Regions from separate parts of the Mus musculus genome. Here regions 1, 2, 4, 5 and 6 are each linked to region 3. A link is a contact called in public HiChIP or PLAC-seq, Micro-C and promoter capture Hi-C data. All regions are on one chromosome and are shown on one strand. The core of a region is the stretch at or near the end of the contact, and the rest is flanking DNA. Distances in the headings are between cores, read along the strand shown. Region 1 holds the start of Sumf2 (sulfatase modifying factor 2). Region 2 holds the start of Phkg1 (phosphorylase kinase gamma 1). Region 3 holds the start of Mmp17 (matrix metallopeptidase 17). Region 4 has its middle 38 kb from the start of Gm34145. Region 5 has its middle 8.9 kb from the start of Gm34145. Region 6 holds the start of Nupr1l (nuclear protein transcriptional regulator 1 like).

Region 1 (3,742 bases), core at 625-3,124, 260 kb after region 3:
GAAGATGGGTGACAGGAGGATCTTGGTACCAGTGCTGTGGGAAAAGCAGAAAGCTTATGTGAGTAACCTAATAGAAGACATTTGGGAATGAGAGAAGTCAAAAGTGCATGTGTTGTGCGTCAACAGCAGTGTGTCCTGAGCAGAGTGTGCAGCAGTCTGCTAAGCAGTGAGCACTGACTGTAAGGCATTGCTAAGAGTGTTTGGAGAAGTCTTGGTTACTAATGGAAGAGTACTGTTCCTTTGTATTTAAAGTCCCTGAGGTTGACCTGATGCAGCCTGTGATCCTTTCAGAACTGAGGCAACAGGACCGCAGCCTGGATGCTGTCTTGCGCTGTAGTATAGAAAATTCTTATCTTTTGAAAAGGAAAAAAAAATATGGTCTCAATTGGCCCATGTTTTCTGTTTTAGAATTGGTAGGGTTCATAAAATATATGAAAAAAGCCTTTGGTGCTCTTGGTTATTTGCAGGTGAGCCGATGGTGGCTGCAGAGATGGGTGTGTGGGATAACTACTGTGTGAAGAAGCAGCTGCTACACTCCTGGTGAGTGTACACGATCATGGCGGCTCGCGGGCGGGCGGCAGACACAGCAGTTTGGGTTGATAGCTCATCTGTCCTCTCTTCCTCCTTTTCAGTACTGTGATCGCCACCAACATTCTCCTGGTCGACGAGATCATGCGAGCTGGGATGTCCTCTCTGAAGGGTTGAGGCCTGCCTGTGATACTACAGGATGTTGGGGGGAATGGTTATTTTTGTCCAAGCTTCAAGTGATTTGGAAAAAAATTTTCTCTTCCTGATTGGAGAAAAGAAACGGGACATTTGACACCTATTCAAATTATACTGTAAAATTTTATTTTATTTTTGCCTTGAGTATCTGAAGACACTCAAAGCAGCTCTTTTTCAACCCACTGAACAAGATGTTTTAGCTACACCGATACAAAAATTACATAAGATAAGCATGTTGTCTACCCTTGTTCCGTAAGTGTTCTTTGAAAGTTTGTAATGGTTTTCTCCTAAATAAGGCATGGTGACACATGCCTGTAAGCCTAGCCCTTTGGAAATAGTCCGGAATTTCTATGCCAACTCAGGCTACAGGAGACCCCAGGTCGAAAGAATAATTTGTTGTGGATGTATTTGAAATTATCCAGCCAACTCCCTGTTAAACATGTAAGATCCTTGCCAGTGTAAAACACATCTGGGTAATTTATGGGTTTCATAATGTCTAATAAATACTTAAAGAGTGAAGCTACTGGATCATTCACACTTGAAATGACTGAAAATGCTTCAGAAAAGCTAATAAAGCCAAGTTACTCCGTGGAGGCTGGAAGGTCAGAACTCTGCCACCCAACTTCCAGACATGGGAACACAAGAGGCTGAGAGAGTTACACATTTAACAGCCAAAAGGACGGTTGTTGAAGAATAAGGGTTTGGGTGAAACAAGATTTTTTAGGCTATTTTCTATCTTGGTTTTGCATCATACCTGTAACAGCTTATCTCTTTGGTTTTCATGTACTTGATTTTATGTGTGATACTTGGGGAGAGGGGCTGGCTCCGTATTCCACAGTGAGTGAGTGAACAGCTCAACTGAATAGAGGAAAATATCTGGGTGGAGAGTTGGCTCAGCTACGTACTACTGGTTCTCACAGACAGGCAGTTAGTGCCCAGCACCGTGGGCAACTTCTAGCCAGCTGAGACTGCAGCACATTGGACCTGCAAGGGTGTTAACATCACACAAAAGCAGTCAGATAAAATCAGAGTAGGATGGGTGTGGGCCTGTGTTCATTCATGGGCGGGCCTGACAGGCAAGCTCCCAAGGAGCGCCCTGCCATTGGTCACTGAGTCAGTGCGAGTGCGCAGGCGCGAAGAAGCGCCCGAGCAGACGCATGCGCTCTGAGTTCTGGTTCCCCAGCATGGGTTCCTTGCTCCCTCCGGTGTTGCTGCTGTGGCTCCTGTCCTGCCCCAGGCTTCAGCTAGGTCAGTGTGTGGCTCTGTGCCTATATCACCCTTATCCTTGAACACCTGAAAGTGACTGTATCCTGCGCTCTAGATGCTACCCTAACCTCGGAGGGGGTTTGCAGGGTCTCGGGCTACTTGCTGGGGCTGGCCATCATGAAACTGCACTTTTTCTTTTTTTTTTTCTTTTTTTGAAGCAGGGTCTCTTCTGGTATTCAGCCCTGTCTGGGGCGTTGGGAGTAAGGCATTCTGATTTTCCTTTTCTCCATTTCCATGTCTTGAGCTGGTGCACTCGTGTGACTCGTAGCTTTTATTTGTAGAAAGCTTTGAAAGTTAAAGATACGCTTAAGTCACATACATAGTAATCGGATACTCAAAATGTTGTTTAAATGCACCTTTTATCTCTAGTTACTTTTGGATTCAGTTTTTCTTAGGATATTTTATGTGTATGAGTGTTTTGCAACCTCGTATATAGGTGCACCACGAGGGTGTCTGGTGCCGGCGGAGGTCAGGTTGGATCCCTACAACAGAAGAAACATGGTTATAAACCACTGCTTGGGTGCTGGAGACTGAAAACGGAGCGTCTTCGAGAGCAACAGGAGCTCTTATATACTAATATCCTATTTTATTTTATACTTGAGGCAGAGGCTCAACTATGTCGCCTTGTCTGGCCTGGAACATAGACCAGGCTAACCTCAAATTCATAGAGATTCAAGCACTCTCTCAGCTAAGCTACGGCGCAGAGGCCCCTTGTTTAGGGGTTTGGTTTTTTTTTTTGGGGGGGGGTGAGGGTGGGTTATTTATTTATTTAATTATTTATTTATTTATTTTGGTATAAAGGTCTTGACTGTGTAGCCCTAGCTTGTCTTGAGCTTGTGATCTCCAGCGACAGCTTCTTTAGAATTGGGATTATAAGGCATAAAATATGGTCTTAGATTGTAGTTTGTTATGTGACAGAATCTCACTATGTAGACCAGGCTGGCCTCAAATCACAAAGATCCATCAGTTTCTGCCTCTGTATGCTGGGGCTTAGAGGTGTCCACTTTTTATGTATGTGTTTGTGTGCCGTGAGTGTACAGATACTGGCAAAGGACAGAAGATTTAACCTGGTCCTTAAAAAAAATTTAATTTTGGCTTTTAGAGACAGAGTTTCTCTGTGTATCCTTGGCTGTCCTGGACTCATTCTGTAGACCAGACAGGGCTCAAACTCAGAGAAATGCCTGCCTCTACCTTCCAAGTGCTGGGATTAAAGGGCCACCACTGCTCAACCCTAAAAATATTTTTTAAAATGTTAGTTTGTTAAATTACAATCAAACTACAGTTTATATTGCAGCTTGATATTTCATTCCCCTTTAATTTGAGATCTCCCTACTCACTCGGTTTTTTTTGCCCTCTCGGGATTATTCTTGAGATGGGTAGAATTGTATCAGAATGAGAAGAGGGTTAAATATAAGACCCTGAAAAGCAGGGTCTGGTTGCTTATACACCTTTAATCTCTTGAGAGGCAAAGGTAGGTAGATCTCTGTGACTGCCAAGCAAGGCTAGTCCATCTATATAGTGATTTCTTTTCAGGCCAGCCCAGGGTTGGAGTGGGGTGGGAGTAGGGTGACCTTGTCATCAAAAACTAAAATAAGGGAAAAAAGCAACTAATTTTAAAATGAGAAGCTAGGGTCGAGCACCACATAGCATATGTGAGACCCTGGTTTCAATTCCCTGTGACACACACATCAAGTTCTTGAGCCTGGGGCACAGTGCCACATGCCTGCAATCTTAGCATTGGTGAGGCAGAGAT
Region 2 (3,572 bases), core at 981-3,480, 290 kb after region 3:
GAAAGAAAGAAAGAAAGAAAGAAAGAAAGAGAGAGAGAGGGGGGGAGGGAGGGAGGGAGGGAGGAAGGAAGGAAGGAAAAGAAGAAGAAAACAGACCTAGTAGCTAGTGAGATCTATATAGCAAGTTCTAGGCCAGCCAGGGCTACATGAGACCTTGTATCAATAAAAAAAGGGGGAGTGAGGGCAGCTGGATATTGAAAAAAAGCTTAGTGGCTACAAGCACTGGCTGCTGTTTCAGCGGCCCAGGTTCAAATTCCCAGCACCCACAGAGCAGCTCACAACCATCTATAATTCTAGTTCCAGGGAATGAGGTGCCCTCTGCTGGCCTCTATCAGGACCAGGCAGACATGTGGTGCACACATAGAACAGTCATACATGTAAAATCAAGATAATCTTACTTAAAAAAAAAAAAAAAGCCAAGCTCTGTACTGGAGCTGGACGAGTAATGCTTGGTCTCAGCCTCTGCTATAACCTCCCATTAGACTGTGATGCTTAGATGTCTCTGTGCCTTCTGCCCAGCACCGGTGTGTGGCAAGTGCTGGGTATGATTCAATGGACAGGTGATGCACTGTATAAGTCTTAGCTGATGGATACCGTAGATCCTACCTAGCAATGGCAAGCAAGACCCCAGTAGTCCTGGAGCAGAGTGGACAACACTGTAAGGTTTTTTTTGTTTTTTTTTTGTTTTTTTCCTTTTGAGACAGGGTCTCACTATGTTGCCCTGGCTGGCCTAAAACTCATAGATAAATAGATCTTTGTGCCTCTGCATTCCTAGTGCTGTCATCAAAGGCATGTGTCTCCATGCCTGGCATGAGTCGGTTACTCTTATTTCTACTTTGCTTTAAAAAAAAAATTTAATTTTATGTGTCATGGTATCTGTGTGAAGGTGTCGGATCCCCTGGAACTGGAGCCGAGGGCAGTAATGAGCTGCCACGTGGGGGCTGGGATTGAACCCAGGTCCTCTGGAAGAGCAGCCAGTGTTCTTAACCACCGAGCCATCTCTCCAGCCCGTCTTATTTTTATCTTTAGGTGCTAGGGATAAAACCCAGGGTGTTGAGTATGCTAGGCAAGCACTCTGCCACTGACTGAGCTGAGCTATGCCCCACCCCCACCGCCACCGCACCACATCCCCCACAGCCCTGAGTCAGGGTGCTCAATCTTGGATGTGGAGAAGCTAAGCTGGCCTATCTTGTTCCAGGGACATAGAGGCTCCTACCAGGAAACTGAATTCCTGCTCCAGACCCAGGGTTTGAGAAAGGCAGAAAAATCACCCAGCAATAGGAAGAGGCAAGCAGGCAAAGGGTACATGCTTCATGTCCACTTCCAAGAAAGCTTGGTCTCCCAAGGGGCCCAATTTGCTGACCAGCCAAGCGGCAGTGCTGGCTGCCTCAAGCTGGCCTTTGCAGGAAGCCTGGTGTCCAGCGACTGGGTGCCTGGTTACCAGAAGAAGGTTTAGAATAACAACTGTCTCCTTTGCCAATAGCAGGAAACAGGCCTGTGTGCTGACCCTATCAACAGCCAACAGAGCCTGAAGGTGTTAGTATGCCTTGAAAAACAAGCCTGTTTGCTGAAAGGCCATTCTAAAGGCCCAAGATGGGCATGTAATGCCCCTCACTTATTATCTAGGCACAGCAGATCCCTTGCGTGATTGAGTTCAGAGCAATTCTTGGCTCACACCAGGATGCCAGCCTGAGCCAGGCTGGTCAAATTCTGGCTGTGTTTACCCTTTCTGATAATATACGTGTGTCCATCTCCCTGTTCTTAAGGCCTGACTTGAGCCAACCATGGATCTGGATTTACTGTTTCATTATCCCCTGACACTTGTTCCAAGACTCCCTAGGGGTGTGGAGGTGTTCTAAATGAGAATAGATAGTCTAATGTTTTGGAATTTGATATCCCAGAAAGCTAATCAGAGAACACAACCGATCCATGATCTGTAGGTAACTGCCTGACAGGTGCTCTGAGAATCCGTGCTCTCCCAGGATTAAGGGGAAATGGGTCAAACAGACCTGGAAGGGGTTCCTGTCTTTGCCTCACAACCCCATTGCTCCCATCTACTGCCTGGCTACTCACCGTGAGGTCCTTGTAGGCCCTTGAATGGAAGTGACAAGAATTCCAAAGGTCCTGGAGCCCTTGGGAGACAGCAGACCACAAAGGGCTGAAGCTGTGTCCTGAGCAGACACTTATTGGAGTTGCTGTCTTGCTCCTCTTGCGGAACTTTGGTACTTGGTGATGGAAGGCTGGCCTGCCAAAAATAAATCACAACTGCAAACCTGGGATGCAGGCCAAGGTCCAGCAGGGCTAGGCCTGGGGCAGAACTACATCAGGGGTGACACCTGGCGGAGCCTGGGGAAAGCACATGTGGCAGGGATAAAGCAAATGGCTCAGAGGAGACAAAGCCTTTTGGTTTTTTTTAAATATTGGCTTTTGCTGAGCCAATGTGTTGGAGAACACTTAGGAGGCAGAGGCAGGTAGATCTTTTGAGTTTGAGTGATTTCCACAACAGCCAGAGTTAGACATAGAAACCTGGTCTGGAGAAACCAAAGACAAACAAGCAAACTTTTAATTATGTGTATGAGTGTGTATTTCTTAGTTAGGGCTTTACTGCTGTGAACAGACACCATGATCAAGGCAACTTTTTTTTCTCTACCCCCTCTCCCCTCCCACACCTCCTAATAGTGCCACTCCCCAGACCAAGCATATACAAACCATCACAGCATATCTATCTGTATGTGGATATGAGTATTAGTGCCTGCCCAAGCCAGGTGTTGGGTTTTTCTGCAGCTGGAATTATAGCTGGTTGTTTGCTACATGGGTGCTGGAGATCGAATTCTGGAAAAGCAGTTTATGATCTTAAGGAATGAGCCAGGTTCTCTAGCCCTGTTTTTTTTGCGATTTTATGTGTATGAGTCTTTTGCTGGCAGTATGTATCTGTAATACAGGAATGTCTTATATGCTCAGACATCAGCGAGGGCATTAGACCCCCCCCCCCAGAACTGGAGTTACAGACCATTATAGCCACTATGAGTATGGAAAACTGAACTCAGGTCCTCTGAAAGAGTAGCAAGTGCTCTTCACATGAGCCATGCATCTCTCCAGCCTGGCAACACCAGCTTTGAAAGGAATACATTGTTATTTTTTGAAGACAAGAGTCTTTTATTTGGAGATAGGGTTTCTCTGTATAGTCCTGGCTGTATTGGAATTCACTCTGTAGACCAGGGTGGCCTTGAACTCAGAAATTTGCCTGCCTCCTCTGCCTCCCAAGTGCTGGGATTAAACTCGTGTGCTACCATTGCCCAGTGAAGACAAGACTCTTATTACACAACTCTGACGACCCAGAAACCGTGCAGACCAAGAGGCCTCCACACTTGCACTCCTGCTTCTGCTTGTGTGTTGGCACTATAGGGTGCAACACCAAGCATGACTTTTTTTTTTTAAGTTTTTTATTTTATGTATGTGAGTACACTGTAGCTGTCTTTAGACATACCAGAGGAGGGCATCGGATGCCATTACAGATGGTTTGTGAGCCACCATGTAGTTGCTGGGAATTGAACTCCATGTTTTTGTTGTTG
Region 3 (3,319 bases), core at 813-3,312:
TTGGGGGTCACCTAGACAATCCCCAGTGAGCTTATCTCAAGTTTTTTTTTAACTCAATTATAACTACAAGGACCCCCATCCTAGCTGGGTATGGGAGAACACAGTTAAAATCCTAGCACTCGGGGGCTGAAGCAGGACACAGTTCTAAACAAACCAAAAAAGATTCCTATCCATCTAAGAGTATATCTGTAGTGTCAAGTAGACATTTACCAAACTATAGGAGACCTGGAAGAAACTCCCAGAGCCAGATAGGCAAAGGCAGGGCACCTTGGGAGGAGGTACCAGTTAGAATTGGCAGAGTCAAGGGGACAAGGGTCTGGAGCCAGAGCCCCTAGAGCCACCCATTCCTGAACCAGTTCTTTTGTCCCCAATTTGCTCCACATTTCTCTGAGATTTCCTTTCCACATAGGGACATCATTTAGGAGAGGCCCAGAGACCTCAGAACAGATAGAAGATGGGGCCACCCGAGCTTTGAAGCTGATCTCAGAGGGCCTACGAATGCAATACGTTTCTCTCTTCTTGTCTAACAGGAGAGCATCGATCTTCTCCCTAGGGACCGAACCGACCTTCCTTCTAATGCAGCATGAACTAATGTCATGCATTAATATTGTAAACCTGACGGGCTGTAGGATCTCCTAGGAAACAAGTCTCCCAGCACACCTGTGAGAGATTATCTAGATTAGGTTAGCCTCTGGACACGCCTCGAAGGGATTATCCAGATTAGGTTAATTGAGATAGGAAGACCCATTTTTAACTAACTGTGGGCAGTACTGTTCCACGGGTTGATAGGGAGTTTGTTCCACATAGCTAAACACCCGGGAGATGCTACTGTCTTGTGGCTGCGCACTCTCTGTCTCTAGGGCTTTCTCGTGTCAAGGTCCTAACCCCCGCCCTCCCACCCCCCAACCCACGGACCCATCTCAAGCTGGTGCAGAATCTAATCTTCTCCCCAAACCACCCAGACCCCCGAGAGCAACAGGGTATGGATAGACACCAGCTGGGAGTTGAGGGAGGGAACTTTGCCTTCAAAGCAGGGAGTCACCCACCCTCTCCTTTAGAGGCATCATCTAAACCTCAGTGTCCGCGTGCAAACAATAAATAGACTGTAATCCTAACGACACCGAGGGACTAGAGAAACCCGCGGGGAAGGGGCTGGAGACCCAGCCGCTGGGGCGGGGGCTTGGGGTGGGAGGGCGCTGGTTTTGAACTCTGTCCCTTGGCCCAGCCAGTTTCCACATTGTCACTCCACATTGTCTCCTACTTAGGTATTATTTTCTCTGGACCTCAGTTTCTTTGTGTACAAATTGGGAACTATGGTTTCCACTTCTTACGGGTTGCGAGAAAGAAAATTTCATCTGTAAAGTGCTGAGCGGGTGCCAGATCCCAGCTAATGTTTGCTATTCATAGCCTCCCGGCTCACGGAGATAGAACGGGTCCAGCCCGCCGGAAGCATGGGGGGTTCACTCCCCGCCCCTCAAAACAAAGTCTCTTTTTTCACACCTGATGCAGACCCTCAGCAGCAGAGGCTAGATGCTCCCTGGCGGACTAAGGGGAAAAGGTGCTCTGTGCCCAAGGCTCCATACAGGACTCAGGTGTGCTCTCGGCCTAGTCTCCCGTCCTAAGCCCCTACTCCCGCCCACGCTCACCCATCCCATCCCACCCCATGCCCCCGCTCCCTCCTACGCTCTCTTGTATCACACTAATCCCCTCCCCCACCTCCGATCTCTCAGAATCGGGGTGCTTACTCCCACTCGCCCCAAGACTCTGTGGCCCGCGGGCTCCCCCGTGTGCCCATCACGCGCGCTGCAGCGGTCTTTAGGTCCTAAGTGACCTGAAACTAAACCAAGGGTTCTAGCAGGCGACCAGGGGGCGCGTCCAGAGGACGGCAGAGAACTCTAGGACACTCGCAGCCCGATCCGCCGGCTCCCTGTCTGCAGCAGTGCTCCAGCCTTCGGGGTGGGCAAAGCTTCTGTGCCATTACCGGGTCCCGCCCGCGCGGGGGCCCCTTTAAGGGAGTGGGCGGGGCGATGTTTATTAGCATACATTAGCATGGCCCTGCCCCGGAGGCGGGCGGGCGCGCGGCTCAGTCCCGCGGAGCGGAGCGGTGCGGGCGCGGAGCCGAGCGAGGCGCGGAGCTGGCTGCTGGCGGGTGCGGGGACCCTCGCCACCCGACCTGGGAGAGCGGGATGGGACGCCGCCCGCGGGGACCTGGGTCCCCCCGGGGACCTGGCCCTCCACGCCCCGGGCCGGGGCTGCCACCACTGCTGCTTGTACTGGCGCTGGCGGCCCATGGGGGCTGCGCAGCGCCCGCGCCCCGCGCGGAGGACCTCAGCCTCGGGGTGGTGAGTGAACGACAGGGGCACGGGACCCTGGGCACTCGGGAGCCGAGTCCCCAGGCGCTCACGAGGTGCAAGGGAGAAGGGAGACTCGCCCTTGCTCCTTTCGGAGAGGTGCGCGAATCCCGGTGAGGCGGGGGTGTGGGGGGGAACCCATTTTTAAGACAGAGAAACTGAGGCTGGGGCTCGGGCTGCTCGAGGCTCACGCTTGCAGGTCTAGGAGGATGCCGGTCCCTTTCCCGCTCCGTGCAGTCGTGCGCCGCAGCCGCGGGCGCCCCGGGGAGGTGGTCGCCCAGCCGGAGCCTGGTCTCTGGTTAAAAGCAGCTCCACAGAGACCTCTGGCGGGGTGACCGGTGTCACAGACGCCCGGAGCGGTGCGCCCCGCGAGCTTCGCGGCCGGAGTGGGAGGTCAGGGGCGCGCACCCCAGGCCGGGGACGCGCCTGTGGGCGTCCGGAAAACCTGGGGTTCCCGAGTTTGCCCCGCTGACGATGTTAGAAGAGCCTCCCGCACGGCGAGCGTGCCGCGACCCCGTCTCCCTCCTCCACCGGAGCGATCGGCCTTGTCCCGCCGGTGCGGGTGACAACCTCTGCTGTGTCAAGCCCGCTGCCGTCCCCATCCCGCCAACTCCCACTGCCAGAGCTTAGCTAGGCACTCCAGCTTGGGGACCCGGGTACCGGCTTCTTCCCACCTCTTGCCCACCCTCCTGACTGAAGTCGGGTTTGGAAACCCGCAGGAGACCCGGAAGGTTTCGATCAGACTTTATGGCTCCGCAGGCCCGCGAAGCCCTCTGCAAAGGCGCGCGCGGTGACTAGAGCCCGCTTTCGAGGAGGAGGAGGAGGCCCCGGCCTGGGTTCCTTAGATCTGGAGACCCGGCCAGGCGCGGCTTCCTGATTGGCACAAGCCAGCCAATATCCTAATGGGGTCCTGGCAGAGTCCGCTTTCCACGGGCGGTTGGCAACGAGGACTCCTACACCTCAGGTCT
Region 4 (3,666 bases), core at 790-3,289, 310 kb before region 3:
GGGACTCACAGGTGGTCACAGCTTGAGCATCCTTCACACAAGGCAGCCATCCTTCTTCCGTGGTCAACAGCCACTGTGTGATTACTCCAGCAAGGCCTCCAAGCCTTTCAGCTCCAAATCCATAGGGCTGGCGTCTGAATGCTATTCTAAATGTAGCTGAGAAGATGAAGTCTGGGTCCCTGGGCCATTTCACTCTGGTAATAGATGGAACTTCTGGCTGTGGTGACTCTGGGCATGTGGTACTGGCTTGGGCCTCCCGCTCACATAAGGCTTTTATCCTTCAGGCTGAGTCTCCGGAAGGCTCTGCTGAGCCTGCATTTCTCCCCGCCGAGAGTTTGCAGCAATTATCACCCTGATTGATGCTGTGCTGTTTCCTTCTGTGATTTACAGCTAGCAAAGCTGCCGCTGTGACCGGGTGTTTGCGACACAGCCATGGCTTTACTCCCGGCACTGGAGCACTCACTGCTTCCAGAAGCCTAACTGCATTCTGGGGATGGGAAAGAAAAGCCCTATGGCTGGGTTGGGGCAGGCGGGACTCTAGGCTTCTGCATATAGGAGAGTCTGCCTCCAGAGCTGGAGGCTTGGGGCTCAGAGGGACAGGGAGGTTTCACTGTGAGGCTCAGACTCAGTTTCTCCTGTGAAGGGTGGACAATTGTCATGATTTCAGAGTGGCCTCTCAGAGGGGAATGTGGTGGTCCTGTTGTGGTGGCTGAAGTGGATGGATCCTGACATATCGTGAATGGTGGGGGCTTCTAGCAAGGACACATCTCAGCTCAAGAAACATGGCAGGGACATGCTGCTGTAGCTGTCCCTGTCACTGATCTGGAGCCAGTCAACTGAGAGCTTCCCGTACCCCATATCCAGAGACACAGAGTCAAGCTGGTAGCAACGGGAGGCTAAGAAGGGGACTCTGTGACTCTGTGGCTGGCCAGCATGATGGGGCAGTGTCCAGAACACATACCTTTCTCTTCCCTTTCTCATCCACCATCCCCTGCAAAGTCTAGTCTCTGCCTTTCCCACCATTCCTTCTTCCTCTCTGGGGGGCAGCTACCCTATACCTCACTGGCCTACCTTGCTCTGGGTTCAGCCCATCTTCCATGTCTATCTATCCCTCCAGACTCCCTCACTGTCCATACCAAGACTATTCCAGTTTCATCCTTCACCCCAAAATCAATGGGGCTGTTCGTGGCCCAGGAACTTGTCCCCTGAAGGAATTGCTTGAGGCCCCAGCTCCTGCCACCAGTATCTCCCTCTTTCCTCGCTTCTGTGTAAAAAGCCTTTTTCTTGGTCATATCCCTCGGAGCCAGTTTCCCTCAACTTGATGCAAATCAAGATGGGGACCCTCAGAGCGCCCAACCATCCTTATCAGGAGCCCCAGCTGCTAGGACTCCTGTTGTAGGTTAGCTATTTCCTACCTCGAGCACTTTCTGCGCTGATTCATGTGGTGGGAACTCTCTGAGATCTCGGGAAAGGTTTTGGGTGCCAACGTGTCCTGAGTCTTAGCCACACAGTCTGCAAGCCTGGCCAAGCCCGCACCTTGTTTTCCTTTAAATCTGGACTCCTTTCTCTTCACCAAGTGCATGGCCATGACCAGACACTCACAGAGGGATTGAATACAGTACTTCTGTCTCTCTGTAACCCTTGGGGACTGGCCTAATCCTGGACAGGCTGACTTTGTGTTCAAGGTGACTTAGAGCTCCATTCACCAGGGCCAGTGTGTCACTAAATTAGCCCCAGCTCAGTACTCTACCTGATGGGTTGCTATGGCACCCGTCGTCATAGCCCCAGGCACCAGAGCCTTCAAGGAAGGGTGCATCTTGTGGGGGTGGTGGGAGGAACACAGGGGGCATCTCTCTTAATTTTAGCAACAGCATCCTGCACTGCTGGATGATACCTGCTGCTAACCAAAGGACATCTGAGCCGCGTTCTCACCTAGCTCTGACTTTTTGGCTTAATCCAGCCTGCCACAGTATAGCTATGAGAGGTAATTATGAGGGACAAAGGACAGGGTGGGGCTGTCACAACTGGAGCTTCTGCAAGACAATGGAAAATGCTTTCAGAGTGAGGTGCACCAGGACCGGAAAAACTGCTGCAGCAGGTGTTAGTGAGCCTTGGGAGGAGCTGAGGAGAGAGAAGTGGGGTAGGGGTGGGGGCAGGGCTCAGGGCCAGCACAGCCTCCCTGGAATCCAGAGAAAGATGCACTGTGTATATATCAGGTGCTCCAAGGATAAGGAGAGTGCCACTTGCTAACCAACATACAGGGTCACTTCCCCCGGGGACACTTCGGGGATCTTCCCAAATTCTAAGTAGGTACTTTCTTCTTCTTTTCTCTGATGGGGTAGAAAGGGAAGAAGATGCCAGACACTTCTTCTTCCATCGCCCTACCCTGCTGACTTGACCCCATGGAGGTTGTGGAAGACCGTGGCAGGAGGGATCAGGGCCTGGTTGCTGGAGCTATTCCTGTACAGTTGGCATCTCCAGGGTCTGACCTGTGTACCAGCCTCTCCCACCCGTGATGAATTCTTCCCTGTTCACAGTGAACCTCTCATTACCTCGGCCTCTGATAATTATAGTTTTCCCCACTGACATAACTGTGAAACTCCTCTCTCTGCAGAGGAGTCCATCCTGGCTAACGCTGGACACTGAGAGTCCAGCCGACTGACACCCACCCGGATCCTGGTTTCATTTCTATTGCTATGCTAAGATTTCCTGACCAAGCACAATGCAGAGGATCAAGGATTTATTTGGCTTCTAGTTCCAGCTTGCAGCCAATCACTGCAGAGCAGTGAAACAAGAACTTGGGACAGAGAGTCACAACATATCCAAGAGAGGAGAGAGGGTGAATGTTTGCATGGTTAGTGCCCCGCTAACTTCTCTACATTTGCAGTCCAGGACCAAAACCGCAGGGATAGTACCACCCACTTTCAAACTAGATCCTCCCACATCAATTAAAGCAACCAAGATAACACCCCAGAGATGTGCCCTTGGGCCAACTTGATCCCGACAGTCATTGGTCTTCCTTCCCAGGTATTCAAGCTGGTAATTTAACCAACCCAGCTCTTCAGTGTGGAGGCACAGAATGGGCAGGTGTGCAGGCTGCGCTGAAACCTCCTGGGTGACTTCAGTCACATAAAGCCAGGCTCAAAGCTCAGCATTAGCGTGAGGTTAGCCAAAGCCAGTCACAGAAGCTATGGCTATGATTATCACTCTGTGGAAGCGTTGACCAGGTTGCGATGCAGTTCTTGAACATTGGACAGAAGGCCCTGGTTTCTTTGTGCTATCTGCGATGTGCTGGTTACATACTTTCTGGAGTCTGGAAAGCCAGCCCTCCGGATCACACTGTTAGAAGTTGCCATGGTTCCGGGACTCTGACTCCAGGTGTCAGTGTGATGCGTGGAGGTCAGAGAATGAAGCAGAAAGCAAGGACAGAGACACCTTCGGCTCCCATATAACTTATTTCATTGTGGGTTTAAGTAATTAATTTATGGTCATGGTTGGGTTTAATAATCCGTGGGTAATTTCTGATGCTTGGGCAAGTTAGCTCACAGGAGCCTGTGTGAATTAAGCCTAACACCAACAGCTATAGCACACACGATCTCAGCCCCCTAATAGCCTCCACACCCATCCCCAGCATCCACTGACCCAGAACCCATAATCCTTACCTAG
Region 5 (3,498 bases), core at 462-2,961, 290 kb before region 3:
AACCAAACCAACAAATAAACAGAAACCCACCAAAGCCAAGGCTTGGAGCTAACCAGGCTATAGTCAGCATGGAGCTGGGACCCCACCAGTTTGTCCAGAGCCCTTCTAGGATAGTGATTCTCAACCTTGCTAATGCTGTGACCCTTTAATACAAACATGAATCCCCTTTTATTTTTTCTCCTGTTGTAGTGACCCCCCCCCCAAAAAAAAAAACCATAACATTATTTTGTTGCTACTTTGTAACTGTATTTTGTTGAATCCTAACAGAAATACTTTAGAGCTAGCAGCCTGCCGAGGGGTCCAGACCCACAGGTAGAGAATCACTGTTCTAGAGTCTCAGGAGTTAGGTCACTGTTGCTGGAGTCGGACAGAGAAGCAAGCTTTCTGGTCCATTACAGCTGTCCTCCGAGGCAGCATCCACAGGGTTTCCTGGAGGAGACCAAGTCGGTCCCTCTCCCACGAGTTGTGAGACACTGGCCTTATCTCTGCTCTCTGGCAGGAAGTTGAACAGCTTCCATCCTATTAATTACTAGGACAAAACCCAGAATCAAAAAACAAAACAAAAACAAACCAACACCAAAAAAGAAAAACCCATCTTGGATTTCAAGCTTTCGTTTTCTCTGAACACAGTTTAACTTCGTTTCCCTCCAGAATTAGAAATCCCATTACCAGCGCTTGCTCTGCTGTAAATGGCTAATTGCTGCCTCTCATTAATTAGCGAGAGGCCTGTGGCTGTGTCTCAGCCTCACAGCAGGAGGGGCAGTCACTCAGAAAATGAGGCTTGGGTGATGAAAATAGGCTGGCTGGCACACTGGGGGAGCCCGTGGGGAGAACATCTCAAGGGGACGAAATCCCAGCTGAGCAGGGACACAGAGACAGCACTCACTCTCTTCCCCTGAGGCCACCAGTGAGGGGCTCTGCACTCTGCTTGCTGGCTTGGTCTTCCCTGGGGACCCCCTAAGCTGGCCCAGGCCTGAAAGCTGGGGTGATACCTTGGGTGCTGGGTGGTGGTAGTCTCACTCATGTGTAGGTGGAGGGCTGGCCTCAGCCTTTGCACATTCAATCCCCTACTTGTCCCACTAACTGCCTATCAGGAGCTCCTGGATATTCTCCCATAGTTCAGATGGGAAAACTGAGGCCTACCAGAGAGGAAGACTGGATCAGCTGCTCCCCAACCGCAGTAGGGAAAGATTTGAACTCAGGCTGCTGGGACAGAACCTGCTGCCTGGCTTGGCTGTGCTCCCTCCTAGCAAATGGCTCCTGTCCTTCCAGATCCCCCCCCCCCCCCCCCCCAGATCTAGGCCCTTGACTGATCCTTACCAGGTTGTCGCTCACAAACAGCCCCTCAACAGAGAGGTCTGAGTCATCACCATGGTCACTCTGTGCGTACTGGGTGTCTTTGTGGAGTGTGAAAGCTACCCAGTTCCCTTCTGGGAACCAGCATTCTGAGGGCAGCATTCCTGCCAGAGGTTGCTGCCAGGGGGAGGGAGGGGGAAGAAGGAGGAGGAAGAGGAGGAGGGTGTTTAGGGCAAGGGCGAACTAGCCCCTACCCGACCCCTACTGGTAAGCAATAAGGTCCACTTCCACCCCAACATCCACCCCCAGTCAATCTGCTCCCAGGCTTTTTAGCAGGAAGATTCTTGGCCAGTGCTGAGCTTTCGCCCCAGCCTCCCTCACAGCAGGACCCCTGCCCCACCTCCTGTCCAGAGAACTGTGACCCTTTCCACTCTGTGGGCGGGGCTAGAACCAGACCTTCAGTGACCTCTGAAGAGCCTCACCGCAGCTGGCCGACCTTTATCCCCAAACCTTGCTGGGTGGAACCCTCAGCTAGTGGGAGGCTGTTCCCCTCACAGAGTGGCCTTGTCTCTCTCTCTCTGAAGGCTTTTCACATCTCTGTCCTCCCCCAGATGGTCCCGCTGTGGGGACGGTGTGTCCTCTGACCCCTGGTTCCCCCTTCTCTGGACAAGCAACAGGGGGCACAAGGGTTGCCAGTCTCTGCTTTCTATAACTGTCGGTTTTGTTTGTGATGTCCTTTCCCATCCAGCCCCTGCTGTAGGCAGGGATGAGTCACCAAAATCAGAGAAGGAATTGGTCAGTGAGGATGCGGAGCCACTCGCCAGCTTGAGGAGGCATCCACAATGCATTCCCTCCTCTTGACCTGTCCACACCCTGCTCAGAGTGACTCTCCCTACTTCCTGTCTGTCTCCCTACTCCACCCCCACACACTGTACATGTGAAATTTAAATAGCCCTGAGATGCAGGCATCTGGCCCACCAGGATGCTGAAATCCAGAGTCCCCAGTGGCTGAGACTTTAATACCAAGCCAACATGCCCTTCCTAGAGGGGGATAAAGCAACAGGGACCTACCCTACCTCTCTCTGCCCCAACTAAGCTCACCATAGCATGTGGGTTGCCTTAGTAACAGATGGATGGAACACATTCTAAACATTTGGAAATATTTTATAAGCCAAGACTTTGAGTTGCAAGTGGCTGAAGCCAGGGGGAGAGGGAGGGGAGAGGGGGAGGGGAGAGGGGGAGGGGAGAGGGAGGGGGAGAGGGAGGGGGAGGGGGAGGGGGAGGGGAGAGGGGGAGGGGAGAGGGAGGGGGAGAGGGACAGGGAGAGAGACTTAATCCCAGTTTTGAGAGAGAACCTTGAGTTGAACCCAGTGGAGTGTGCAGAGAGCTATTGGCATGGAGGAATAGCTTCCAATAGTCTTACCCTTCCTGTCAGGATCTCCTCACTATTCTCCCATAGTTCAGATGGGAAAAACTGAGGCCCAGAGAGAAAGACAGGATCAGTTGCTCCCCAACTGCAGTGGAGAAAGATTTGAACTCAGGCTGCTGGGACAGAACCTGCTGCCTGGCCTGGCTGTGCTGCCTCTTTGGGCTCCTGTCCTTCCAGATCCCCAGATCCTTCCTGCCAAGTTCCTCGGCTGGTAGAACAGTTGCTTCAATGGACCCAATTACTCAGGGTCCTCTTCATGCCTCCTGAGGCAGGATGCTACGGAAACTGATACAGGTAGCGTGACAGGGCCCAGGAGCCATTGAACGTATCTGTCACTTAACAGGGAGGGGATAATATAGCCACAAAGAGGACAGGGACAATCCGATAGAGGGGAAGACACTGGCCACAGGAGGAGCTGTAAGAGTCAGGGATGGATGCGGAGCACCGCCACCTTAGACAGCACAATGACTCAGCACCGTGAAGAGCTGATGCCAGCAACTAGGTGACCTAGATGGAGCCAGAGGGTGCTAGAAACAAATACACACTGGAGCCAGAGCTGACTCAGGAAGAAGCAGAAAACCCAAACAGCTGTAGAAGACCCAGACACAATAATAATAGTAATGGAGTATAAGAAGTACTTGGCAGAACACAGAGCAAGCGTGGCCTCATTTGTGGCCTCATGGGCAAGGTGACTGAAAAGGGGCATGGTTCCCTTGGAAAACCGGTTGGCAGCTCTCTGGTTAGACACAGAATCACCAGAGAATCTAGGAGTG
Region 6 (3,344 bases), core at 814-3,313, 320 kb after region 3:
TTCACCTTGCAGTCCAGACTAGCCTGGAACTTGAGGTAACCCTTCTGTGTCAACCACTTGAGAGCTAGCACTACAGGCTTATACTAGCACTACTACCACCACCACCACGACCCCACTGAGTCTAACTAACATCATTATGTTTATTTGTTTTGAGAGGTAGGCTCATTTATGTAGTCCTTGCTGGCCTGGCGCTTACTATGTAAACAAAGCTGGCCTTGAATTCACAGAGTCCTGCCTGCCTTTGCTTCTTCCTAAATGCTAAAATTACTGTTGTACACTGATAAATTGATAAACTTTGTTGGCCTGAGGATTAGCAAAGTGGTAGTGCTTAGTACGTTTGAGACCCTGGGATTAATCCTCAAGATACTTTGTTAAGTCCGATATCCGTGTTGCTTTAAGGATGAGATCTATTAATGATTGTCTTTCTTTAAAACAATCATGTGGGGGCCATTCAGATAGTTCATCAGATAAAGGTGGGTGTTACCAAGCTTGAGGTTTTGAGTTCAACCCACAGGACCCACTGGGTGGGAGGAGAGAATAGATTTCCAAAAACTATCCTCTGACATTGTAAGGCCCCGGATGCTGGGCCTCCATTCAAGTCCTGGGATGAACTGGCCAACACCCCACCATCCCGAGAGAAAACCACACCTGATGCAAGCTGCAAGAGGTTTTATTATCAGCTAGCTGAGGACGAACCCCTGGAGCCTCGCAGGGCAGGGGAGTTCGACCCCAGAGGTGACAGTAGGGGGCTTTTAACAGCTAGCTGAGGAATTGGGAGGAGTTGGGAGGAGTTCTTCTCTTCCGGGTGTCCTTGGTGACAAGACAGGAGTGGGGAGTGAGTTCTTTCTGAATTTTTATCTCTGTGTCCTCGGCACAGGAAGGCCGGCATCTCTGGTTGTACAGTATAGAAACAAAAAAGCCTTTTGCTGGCTATAGAGAACAAAGAGCTTCTTTCTAGCTGTATTTTTAAAGATCAGGGAAAACAAGCTTGGGGAAATGTTTTAGGGGTTTACCTTTCAGGGAGAAATGCTTTAAGCCAGGGTCTCACAACATCCATGTGCACACACATTACTTTTACATTTACATGCATTTATTTGTGTGAATGAGTGTTTTGCCTGCTTGTATGTATGCCCCAGGAAGCCAGAAAAGGGCTTCAGGTCCCCTGGGACTGGAGATGTAGACAGTTTTGAGCTACCATGTGAGTGTTGGGAGTAGAACCCAGATCCTCTGCAAGATCATAACCACTAAACCCTCTCCAGCCCCTTGGCTCTAACATGCTACTTGTGATGTTTAGTAAGTCTGTCTTCTTAACTTATGAAGCATGCCTTTGTGTAGATTTGTTGAGGGAATTTCCAGAGATTATAGATTGGAGAGAGACAACCCACCTTGAATGTAGCTGCATCATCAGTAGGCTGGGAACTTGAATAAAAATGGAGGGGGGGGGGTACCAAAAAAAAAAAAAAAAAAAAAACACAAGCAAGATGCTAGAATTCCCCTTTCTTTGCTTCCTAATGGACGAATGCAGATTGAATAAGTAGCCTCAAGATCCTGCCCACCGTGTCTTAGCTGATTGTATTCTCAAACGATGAGCCAAAAAAATAACCTTCCCTAAACAGATTATTGCCAAACATTTGGTTATAACAATGAAATAGTAATGTCGTGAAGAGAATTTTCTTGTCACAAGAACAAAGTTAAAGCAATTCAGCAAGCCAGTTTTCTTTTTGCACAAATGAACCCAAACTAGGCTAGCAAATTCATTTGGCCAGAGCTCCTCGTCTTTTATCGCAGTGTTAGGATTATAGGTGTGTGCACAACCACACCTGACTTATACAGTGATGGGGATGGAACCCAGGCCTTTGTGCATGCTAGCACTCTACTGAGTCACATTCCCCAATTCCGTCCCTTCAGGTTTTAACCAGCGAAACCAGGTTTATTATACTTATTTACAATTCGGACCCCGCGAAGAAACACAATTCCGCATCTGGAACAAAGAAGCATGGAAGCCACGCCCCCTGTGAGGTCACAGAGCGCTCCCTACAGCGGAGCCAATAGGAGCACTGGGTGGGGCATTCCGGCGGAGTGACCAGCGGCGGCGGCGGGCGGAGCGCATCGGCGATGGACCCTCCAACTCGTCCTTCTGTCTCCGGCCCAAGGACTCGAGCCCGCCCGCCGCCGCCGGAGGCGCTGCCCACCGTCGGCTTCGAAGAGGAGGTGTACGACTGCCTGGATTACTACTACCTGCGTGACTTCCCGGCCTCTGGGGCTGGACGCAGCAAGGGCCGGACGCGGCGCGAGCAGCAGCTACGCACCAACTACCCGGTGCCCGGCGGCCACGAGCGCAAGGTGGCGCAGATACTGCTCAACGGGCAGCGCAAGCGGCGCCAGCGCCAGCTGCAACCGCGGCCGCGCACACGCCTGGCCTGAGCACACGCCACGCTTGAGCGGGTATGGGCAGGCGGAGCCCATTGGTGTTGGGTAGGGAGTAGAATGTATATCTCAGGTCGGCCTCGAACTCAGTGTGTAGCAGAGGATTACCTTGGACTCCAGATTGTCCTGCATCCAGCTTCCATGGATGGGCTGGGATGCTAAGACATGAGCCACAATGTCCAATTCTTTTTTTACTCTCTTCTCTTTTCCTTTCCTTTTCTTCTCATTTCTGACACTGTCTCCTAAACTGACCTCGAACTCATCACCCCTCCAGCGTTTACCTTAAAATGCTAAAGTTTCAAGCATGGGCCATGATTCCCTGCTGTGTGGTTTTGTTTTATTGATGATGCCCGTAGCCCAGGATTCCATGGTGTGTAGCAAGCCTCAGCTTCTCTAGTCCTGAGATGACAGGTCTGGCCACCATATTCACCTGTCATCTGCTTCTGAGACTTCCCAGCGTTAATCATAACTGTGCTGGCTCCCGATCCCCGACCCAGGGGTTTCCCGGCTGCTGGTGAAAGTCTCCACCGTTTGGAAGTTTGCAATTGTGTGAGAAAAGTCTACATTGGAAATATAGGGAAATGTCCGAGGAAATCCATCTTGGCAGGGTGGCTCACACCTGTAATCCATCTCCAGCCTCTGTGCTCAGGAGACCGCTGGAATTGGAGGCCAACCAGGAACACTCTTTGAGGCACTGTCCCAAAACAAAACTGCCCCTCCTCCTTGTTTGCTTCCAATTGCTGTAATAAACACCGTGAACTTTTGCTTGCAACTTGGGCAGGAAAGGGGTTGTTTCACCTTAAAGCTTACAGCCCTTCCTGAAGTCAGGGCAGGAACCCAGAGGCAGGAACCGGAAGCACAGTTCCCAGAGGTTCATGTTCAGTTACCTTTCTTGTACCTCCCAGGACTATCAGCCC

What was found. Promoter capture Hi-C pulls out the DNA fragments that hold promoters and counts their contacts. A called contact is a pair of places that touch in the nucleus more often than the background predicts. HiChIP or PLAC-seq counts read pairs in DNA pulled down with a chosen protein or histone mark. Capture Hi-C pulls out chosen DNA fragments and counts their contacts.
Region 1: a contact with region 3 is called in a promoter capture Hi-C map of adipose tissue. The contact joins the promoter of Sumf2 here to the promoter of Mmp17 in region 3. A contact is called at or near these places in 2 of 39 promoter capture datasets (liver and pre-B cells), 1 of 115 datasets of contacts at active chromatin or transcription factors (memory CD8 T cells) and 1 of 9 other capture datasets (adipose tissue).
Region 2: a contact with region 3 is called in a promoter capture Hi-C map of liver, with 4 times the contacts expected there. The contact joins the promoter of Phkg1 here to the promoter of Mmp17 in region 3. A contact is called at or near these places in 3 of 39 promoter capture datasets (liver and neural stem cells), 4 of 115 datasets of contacts at active chromatin or transcription factors (embryonic stem cells, memory CD8 T cells and pancreatic cancer cells) and 2 of 9 other capture datasets (embryonic stem cells and pancreatic islet).
Region 4: an H3K27ac HiChIP or PLAC-seq map of embryonic stem cells shows a contact between it and region 3, with 2.8 times the contacts expected there. The contact joins the enhancer-like site here to the promoter of Mmp17 in region 3. A contact is called at or near these places in 8 of 484 Hi-C or Micro-C datasets (the N1E-115 cell line, brain, cerebellar granule neurons and 3 more), 13 of 115 datasets of contacts at active chromatin or transcription factors (SST interneurons, astrocytes, cardiomyocytes and 8 more) and 3 of 9 other capture datasets (adipose tissue, embryonic stem cells and liver).
Region 5: a Micro-C map of embryonic stem cells shows a contact between it and region 3, with 1.7 times the contacts expected there. The contact joins the enhancer-like site here to the promoter of Mmp17 in region 3. A contact is called at or near these places in 3 of 39 promoter capture datasets (cranial neural crest, embryonic stem cells and hippocampal neurons), 1 of 15 datasets of contacts at CTCF or cohesin (embryonic stem cells), 2 of 484 Hi-C or Micro-C datasets (Sertoli cells and embryonic stem cells), 14 of 115 datasets of contacts at active chromatin or transcription factors (SST interneurons, VIP interneurons, astrocytes and 11 more) and 4 of 9 other capture datasets (adipose tissue, embryonic stem cells, liver and 1 more).
Region 6: a promoter capture Hi-C map of pre-B cells shows a contact between it and region 3, with 3 times the contacts expected there. The contact joins the promoter of Nupr1l here to the promoter of Mmp17 in region 3. A contact is called at or near these places in 3 of 39 promoter capture datasets (the HPC-7 cell line, liver and pre-B cells) and 2 of 9 other capture datasets (embryonic stem cells and liver).

Annotation. Positions count from the first base shown.
Region 1 is chr5:129,845,116-129,848,857 of GRCm38.p6, forward strand. It overlaps Sumf2 (sulfatase modifying factor 2), which reads left to right and starts at 1,875. Exons shown (of 9, transcript NM_026445.2): 1 at 1,875-1,971. The coding sequence starts at 1,881. Cct6a (chaperonin containing Tcp1, subunit 6a (zeta)) reads left to right here. Exons shown (of 13, transcript NM_009838.2): 12 at 468-540; 13 at 633-1,328. The coding sequence ends at 705.
Region 2 is chr5:129,876,858-129,880,429 of GRCm38.p6, forward strand. Phkg1 (phosphorylase kinase gamma 1) reads right to left here and starts at 2,231. Exons shown (of 10, transcript NM_011079.3): 1 at 2,074-2,231.
Region 3 is chr5:129,582,107-129,585,425 of GRCm38.p6, forward strand. It overlaps Mmp17 (matrix metallopeptidase 17), which reads left to right and starts at 2,063. Exons shown (of 10, transcript NM_011846.5): 1 at 2,063-2,342. The coding sequence starts at 2,187.
Region 4 is chr5:129,268,327-129,271,992 of GRCm38.p6, forward strand. No RefSeq gene overlaps it. Among named protein-coding and RNA genes, the nearest start is that of Gm34145, 38 kb to the right of the region's middle. Within about 2 kb of position 2,040, at least 15 of the 459 cell types and tissues checked have an H3K27ac peak or open chromatin away from gene starts, as enhancers often do. A contact at or near this core is called in embryonic stem cells, where this site is marked.
Region 5 is chr5:129,297,395-129,300,892 of GRCm38.p6, forward strand. No RefSeq gene overlaps it. Among named protein-coding and RNA genes, the nearest start is that of Gm34145, 8.9 kb to the right of the region's middle. Within about 2 kb of position 1,712, at least 47 of the 459 cell types and tissues checked have an H3K27ac peak or open chromatin away from gene starts, as enhancers often do. A contact at or near this core is called in VIP interneurons, embryonic basal ganglia, embryonic stem cells and 2 more, where this site is marked.
Region 6 is chr5:129,906,477-129,909,820 of GRCm38.p6, forward strand. Nupr1l (nuclear protein transcriptional regulator 1 like) reads left to right here and starts at 2,064. Exons shown (of 3, transcript NM_026916.3): 1 at 2,064-2,445. The coding sequence starts at 2,116. The coding sequence ends at 2,424. It also overlaps a transcript of Zbed5 not described here.